Linked DNA regions of Xenopus tropicalis: region 1 is linked to region 2. A link is a contact called in public Hi-C data. All regions are on one chromosome and are shown on one strand. Each heading gives the region's core, a stretch centred on a gene start, on an enhancer-like site or on the middle of the called end of the contact. The rest is flanking DNA. Distances are from core to core; before and after follow the strand shown. Region 1 overlaps LOC116411091 (a long non-coding RNA gene). Region 2 has its middle 9.7 kb from the start of mrpl19.

Region 1 (3,929 bases), core at 973-3,472, 180 kb after region 2:
CCCGTACAAACCAGTCAGCTTTGATCAGACGACTGCAGGTGGAATGATAAAAGAGATGATCTGATTGGCTGGTTGCTATGGGTCACTGGAGCAGGGACAAGGGAATGTTGTGTTTGCCATTACAATCATTCTTAAGTTATAGAGCCGGAGTGTAATGAGCGTGTGACCCCAATAATTCATACAGATTGGACCATGCCCAGTTCTGCTCAGGTTGCTACATAGCTGTCATCTAAAGGAGGTAATTTGAACAGTTTGACCCAGTGCTGCATGGCAAGAGAGGATTATATTACATTTAGCAAATAATGTTATTGTAGCAGGAAAGATCACATGAGGCTGCAAACACATTGGTCAGAATGGAACCTAAGGCCCTGGAGCTGAAAGGCAATGGCAGCAAAGAGATGATTCTATGCTAAATTCATATGTGATACAGAAGGCAAAGTAATGACTGGGTGGCAAAGATAGGGGCCCAGTTCCCCCCTGTGACCTGCCCAAACCCATTGCTGGAATTCATGTTTCCAAACCCACCAGTTCAGCATGCAGGCCCAGACTGGGATACAAAATAGGCCTTGGAATTTCAAGTACACAGAGGCACAAACAGCCCCACCAGCCCACTAAATAGTAACTGTCTATGGCATCTTACAGCCCCCCTGGCATTTGCCAGAACCCACAGATTGCCAGTCCAGATCTGCCAGCTAAATTCATTATTTGGAAGTTACATTGTGGAACATTTATTAGGGGTTGTTATATTACATGCATTTGTGGCTTCCTCAGCCCAACTTCTTTTTCCAAACTGCACCCAACACACTCATGCTGTTTCCCATCCATTAATTGGTTTATTCCAGCATGGTTGGGCTGTTGCCTTATATATCTCAGAAGTGCCACATGTGTTTTTGTCCCACCATGTTGTTGTGATTTGATCCCATTTTTATTGTATGATGGAATAAGATGTATTTTAAAGACAATATCAATTATTAGTGAATGAGCACGTCAATTTCTTCATTAATGAGGTTTTCCTGCTACATGCTTGATGTTGTTGAGCATAATTGACCTATAATCATAATGATCTATTGCCTTTCTGCTTTTATTTATTAAATTATGGTAAAAACCATGTCCAGAACCAGGGGACTGGAAGAGCCCGGTCAGTGCTCCACATAAAGTCACAGAAGTCAGTGCTCCACAGAAAGCTGTGAAGGCTCAGCCTTGTTAGTAATTATGATTAGACTTTTCCCTTCTCTACCGTTATCTCGTTTGTGAGCGGTTATAGGCCCAGTTCTTGTGGATTCCCTGGTTCTAACACCTGGCCTGTTTCTAGTTATTGTTTGGTTTGCCTGCTGCTTGCCTTGACCTCTGGTCTGAAATTTTTTGCCCTTTAGCGAAGGGCAAAGACAGACGGGGCAATTAATCACCGCAATTTTTAAATCCCCAGTCGTGGAAACGGAAAACTACCACGTGGGACTAGTTGGCCTCTCCTGTGTCTCCCTATAATTTGGGGACAATACTTCCTATTAGACCTAAACCTACTTGTCTTAAAAATATTGTTGCATTAACATAGATTGCAAGAAGTACAATATAACCAATGTGGCTGAGAGTACAAGAGTGTTCCTGGGTACCAAGGATAACAATCTAAAACGATTTGTAGACAGGAAAACATTTAGAAAATTAGTACAGGTATGGGACCTGTTATCCAGAATGCTCTGGACCTGGAGGTATTGGACTTAAGATTGCTAAGAAATAATGTAACATTAAATAAGCCCAATAGGATTGCTTTGCCTCCAATATTGATTATTACAGAGTAAAATTAAATCAATATTCAAAATCGGAATTATTTGATTAAATTGCACTCTATGGAAGGTGGAATTCTTGTAACAGGTTTCTGGATAAGGGATCCCATACCTGTATTCTAAAAAAGAGAAAGAGAAGTCATTTAAGTCCGTAAATTCTACAAATAGTACATTAATTATAGTTTTTTATTATTATTATTTTATTACAGTACTTTAATTTGCACATGGAAAAGGTGATGCCCAGTGACCACATTCACTTCCATGAAAACGGCAGCCTTAATATGGATTCTGGTTTCCATCTGGCGAGCTTGTCTGTGGGGCTGTGTATACAGAATAAACCATCAGGAGTGAGATTTCACACAGCCAGTGTGTTCTTGCTGGGATAAACCAAGAACATGAAATTCCTCTCAGTAAATGAGGCGTGACCTTTCCTTCCTGGGAGCAGGGTGGCTATCCCAAAGCCCAGACTAAAGGACACCCACAATGCATCTGGCTATTGAACAGCACGGGCATAGCGAGCCCTTGGGCTTAATCTGTTAGGAGATACTTATTTTCAACCAATAAAGTCATTTTTCATGGTTTCTGATCTCTATGTATTTACTGGGGCAATTCTGCATCTGCTCAGAGAAGTTCATACATTATTAAACCCTAATGTTATTTACAATGCAAATGAAAAGAATTCCATTAGGTAAATCTTTAGCAGCGATTCATTAAGCTGCAGGGGAAGACTTTCCTAAGGTTTCCTTATTCTGCTAGAGGGGCTCCCTGTTTGCTTGGAGAGGGTCCAGCTTGGCTTCATGTCAGGAATAGTCATTGTAAATCCACAAAATGGTGGAGTTGGATTCTTCTGGGGACAAGCAAATATTACTATAGGCATCTCGAAAACATTAATGATAATGCCATTAGCCCATTTTAATCTCAGCACTTGTCCTTCAATGATGGCCGAAGCCACAGAACCAGCTGACTCCTAGCACAGGATCCAATATGGTTTCAGCCAGTGCCTAATACTCTATGTAGAGTGCAAACCATTAGTAATTAGAAATATTAATTACCCCCTTTGTCAGGAACCATCATAAGTTTTTGTCAAAGTTGCTGAGCATTGATTGAGAACTTTCTCAATGTTATGTTTACTTGTGGGCCTTAGGGGCCAACTGCAAACTCTTAGGGGCAGATTTACCCTAACCTAACTTACCCTAACTGGACTGAAATGAAAAAGTATGTGTGGGGAAAAGTCATAGAAAAGTTGTGAAACTGAGGCATTTTCGAATTGTCATATGGAAACCTCTAATTGTTGCACAAAAAACCAGCATCAAAAATCCAAAAACCTCTAAAGTTTCAAAGTAAAGAAGGATCCTTTAGGGAAGGGAAGGGACATCTGCCATTGACTTCTACATGATCTCGGCAGGATTTAGCTGGTGTATTGTCGAATTCAGATTTTTGGCAGTTTTGATGCATAGTAAATTAGTTTTTTTTCCGGCAACTTTCAGCACTGAAAAATCCAAATCAAAAACCATTATTAAATTGCCCCCTTAATGTCTCATACTCCCTCACCTGAAGTATGTTTAGCATCAGCCCCTAACATCCACTACCTTTGTGTCTAGATTTAGAATAGTTCAGTCTTCTGGAACAACCCAACCTAGTACAGTAGAAAAGATACAAGAGGGCCTACAGCAGGATGATGGTTTAGGCCCTCTATTTTATAATCAGCAAACACAGTAACCCAACCCAATCAAATGCCCAAGGGACCCGCTGCAGCAGGCATATCAAACTTGAATGATACGGAGGGTCAAATTAGTGATGCACCAAATCCTGAATTTAATTTGTGATTCAGCCAAATTTGAGTGCCTGGTCAAACCAAATCCAACCCTTAAAATCACATGACTTGCAAGCTGGCTGACCCACCAGCACCATCCCCACACCCCCCAACATTTACACCTCTCCATCCCCCATTGCTGCTGCTGATCACTCGCTCTTCCCCTGCCAGTTGCTTGTTTATTCAACTCCACTCACCAGTCCCCTAGTTCACATTCCCTCCTCAGGGTTTGGCCCCCCACTCTGTTGCACCATAGGCAGCCTTTGGCCCTTACCCCTAGTCTGCCTGCGCGACTTTACACCAAGTGACTATGGAAGGTGGCGATTTTTCTTGAG
Region 2 (3,891 bases), core at 321-2,820:
TTTTGCCATGTGCGATATTAGCGCTCGATATTACGCACATAACCATTACTTTCTGAAAACTACTGTTCTGAAAATGCCCATTTCCCTGAAAACTGGCGGCTGCATCACTCTAGGGCCAACACAGACTTGAAAAAATACAACTACAAACTCCATGTTGTGTTGCCAAAAGCTCACAAACCGCAATTTTCTTTAAGTACCGCCTGCCCCAAGTAGGTGTTAATATTCACACAGACTAATGCGATATTTAGCGCGTCTAACGCTTCTTATGTGTTCGTGAATCATGCTTTAGTAATATTTCTATTCGCTCATTAACGCAATGCGTTAAAATTAACGTTTTGCGATGATGCGTTTTTTTGCGCATGCGATATGCGGATTAACGCATGCGAAATGACTTTGGTGGATCGGTATTTATTTATCGCATGCTGTTTAACACAAAAAGGCATGTGATAAGCGTTATCGACCTTTAGTGAATTGGCCCCTTAGTAGTTAATTTTACACATTTACTCTGTGTTATATTTTCTATTGCACCGACCTATGTCCGCTCTGTTATTGTAGGTACTTTGTATTGTACTATGTATTGTCATCAGGGCCGCTGCTGGCCAAATGGGTGCCCTAAGCAGAAATTTACTTTTGTGCCCCCCTCCCCCAAATATTTTGGAAGTAAAAATAAAATAATAAAAAAACCACCTACTATAGGGGCCCCACACACAGTGCCCCCAATATCACCCATAGATAATGCCCCCATAGTAAGTGCCCCCAATAGCCCCCATAGACAGTAGCCCAATACACAGTAGCCCCCCCCCCTTCTTCTTCGGCTCTGCTCCTTTTGCGGCAGCGGCAGGCCCTTTTATAAGGTTGCGCCCCATGCATATGACGTCACACGTACCACGGGGCGCAACATTATAAAAGGGCCTGTCACCGCCGCACAAGTTGCAGAGCAGCAGAAGAAGCCGATGGTAGGGTACAGCCAACGCATCTCGCTGTGCTTGATAGTTCAATGAATGTCCCGGAAATGCGGGACATTGATTGAACATCCCGGGACAGCGGGATGCGCTATAAAAACCGGTGGGACAGTGTTGGGGGGTATGTTATAATATATAAAATTGATTTTTTTGAGCAGCTGGGATGGTGCCCCCCTGGGAGTTGGTGCCCTGTGCAGACTGAGTACTCTGCTTATAGGGAGCAGCGGCCCTGATTGTCATGTACAGGGCTGTGTGCACAACTGGCACTATATTAACCCACATATCCATGTGTCATAGGTCTTAGACTTCAATTCATTTTATATTCTCATACGGCTCTGCTAATTATTTAAACACAGGAGTAAATTACTAACAAAGGGAAAGTAAGCCAGAGTGGAGCTTATAGCAATGAATCAGATTGGGTTTCATTATTCTTGATGCAGTGCTCTAAGGGTGACCAGTGGGTTACAGGCCAGTAGGACTTAATACTCTATAAATGTTTTTCTTCTTGGTAAATTTGGTGTCATTCTTGCCCCACAGGAGCAGCTGATATAACCCAGCCCATTTGTGTTTAATTAACACCATCATTGCTAGCAAAGGACCTCATGCAGGGACAGCTTTTGTGTAAATGAAGGGGGGGATGTTTAGTTAACCCTTTCACTTCAAATGTCTTCATACGTCAGTTGTGTGCTCGAGAACTCTACAGCCGTTGCTCTTATTGACTGCAATACAGCAGAGGCAAAAGAATTAGGAGGTTTTTAACCTATTTAAAGTTAAAGACCTCCAGCATTAATGCATAATAATAAGCAGGACTTCAATAATGTGGTGCTGCAGAAAAAAGGTGCAAATTTGCTAAATTCGGAAAGGCACTTGCACCCAAAGCCACTACTTGACTTTTCTCATAGTCGTACTCTGTGCCAATATTTCCATCCCCACCTTCTGTTCCAAATCAAACCCGTCGGTGCACACAAACTTGCGGCTAAAAAATCGGCACCAATGCCAAGCACCATAAACAATGCAATACTGACACCAAAAATTCCCAGTGCAATTGCGTACAATATACATATAAGTGCATGGACAACTGTAATTTTGCTTTGCTTATTAGCCACTATTGTGCCAGCCACATCCAGCCGCAGTTATGCTGAAACTATTGGAAATAAAACACTGCAATCTGCATTTTGCCCACTGCACTTGTGGCTGTAAATAAGGCCTATTTTTTGCCCGAGAAATGACAGACAATTACAGGGAGTGCAAGAGAATTCCCTGCCTGTTCAATGCATTTGATTGACACATGTAAGATATTGGCTGGTAAAAAAAAACCATGGTGTATTACACTCATTTTTTTGTACTTGATAAATGAGGCCTTAGATAATACCATGGTAATGTTTGTAAAACCCATCACCTTCCCTCAAGTGCACGCTTGCTGGCTCGTAGCCCAGGTACCGCCTCCAGATTTATGTTGTTTTCTTTCCATTACGTAATCTCTAGCTGCACCATTCATCAACATTCATGCAAGGAACAGGGACTTGGCACAAGGAAACATCTAAAGCTGGCCATACACACACCGATATAATCACAAGAAACAACGATTCGTATGATTTTTGGGTTATGTGAGGCTTCCAGATTATCATCCCAACAATTTTTGTACCATGACACTGAGTGGTTTAATCAATCAGACAGGTTAGGCAGTTTCTGTCAGATAACGATAAAATCTGTGCCCATATCCATGGGCGACCTGCAATGTATTTCCGGGACACTTTCATACGATTGTCTGCCAGAACATTGTCAGATTTTTTTTATTTTTAGGACTGTAGTCCTACATTTTCAAACTGAATGTTTACAGAATAGAGGGGTACAAAAGACAGAACAGTTAACATGTACATATAAACAATTCAAAAAAATGGTTTGCAGTTGCATGAGGATCGGAGAGTTGGATGAGGATCGGAGACACTTGGGGGAGGGCCCTGCTCGCAAGAGCTTACATTCTAAAAGTTGTCTGACTTGACATTAGATGACAGTTGCTTGGATTTCCCACCTGCCCAGTTCCCATGTGGCTCCCTTGTGTGATGGTTCTGTCAGCGTCATAGCAATGAACATGCAGATTACCTACAGGCAAGAAAAACACTGTCATGGAGTCAAATTCAAAGAGGAATGGATAGATGAAAGTGATGGGAAGACCAGTACAGTATATGGGAGAAGTGAGGAAAAAGGCAGGGCACACAGGAAAGAGGTGGAGAGAAGAAAGAGGAAAAAGAAGGGGCTTAATTCTAAAGGAAGGGGGTGGAAAGAGAATGCAGAAGAATGCAAAGAAAAACTGTGGAGAACATTCAAAAGGCTGAAGGAGAAGGATTAAATTGTGCTGAAGAGAGAGGTGGGAAGATTATAAAGGACTGGTTGGGGGATTCAGAGCAAAAGAAATAATGGGAAAGTGGGCAGATAATGTGAAATAGTTCCTAATAATCAGCATGGTAAAGGAAAAGAAATGAAGAATTCAGAGAAGATGGTGAAAGAGAAGAGGAGAGAATGTGAACAATGCAGAGACCAAAACAGAGGAAAGGGATAAGGGAGAAGGGGTTAGAGAAGCACACATGGAGAAAAGGCTGGGAGAAGGGGAAAGATAAGGGAAGAAGTGGGAAGGACCAGAGAATGAGAAGAAAACAAAAAAGAAACAAAGAAGATGGAAGAAAATACTTTGGATCCCAACTGGAGTTACATAAATATGTGGTGTTTTGTATCCAACCAGTGTATGTGTATGTACAGCAGGGTCGTTCTTATTTACACAGGGCTTCAATCAATTCCGGCGGTTCTTCCAAACGCAACTATATATATATATATGTATCCCCCTGTCTGTCTTCCCTGCTCTACTTCTTTTATTATTGGGTCCAAAGTGCTGATTTGAATAAACCAGATAAACAGTGGTACCGAATCACCT

The links. Hi-C and Micro-C count contacts between places; a contact is called where the count stands out from the background.
Region 1: a Hi-C map of neurula embryo shows a contact between it and region 2, with 4 times the contacts expected there. The contact joins two enhancer-like sites. A contact is called at or near these places in 4 of 5 Hi-C or Micro-C datasets (brain, gastrula embryo, neurula embryo and 1 more).

What each region holds. Positions count from the first base shown.
Region 1 is chr5:146,048,004-146,051,932 of UCB_Xtro_10.0, forward strand. All of the region lies in intron 1 of LOC116411091 (a long non-coding RNA gene), which reads right to left. Among named protein-coding and RNA genes, the nearest start is that of spats1, 18 kb to the right of the region's middle. Within about 2 kb of position 2,223, at least 2 of the 11 cell types and tissues checked have an H3K27ac peak or open chromatin away from gene starts, as enhancers often do. A contact at or near this core is called in neurula embryo, where this site is marked.
Region 2 is chr5:145,870,606-145,874,496 of UCB_Xtro_10.0, forward strand. No RefSeq gene overlaps it. Among named protein-coding and RNA genes, the nearest start is that of mrpl19, 9.7 kb to the left of the region's middle. Within about 2 kb of position 1,571, at least 3 of the 11 cell types and tissues checked have an H3K27ac peak or open chromatin away from gene starts, as enhancers often do. A contact at or near this core is called in neurula embryo, where this site is marked.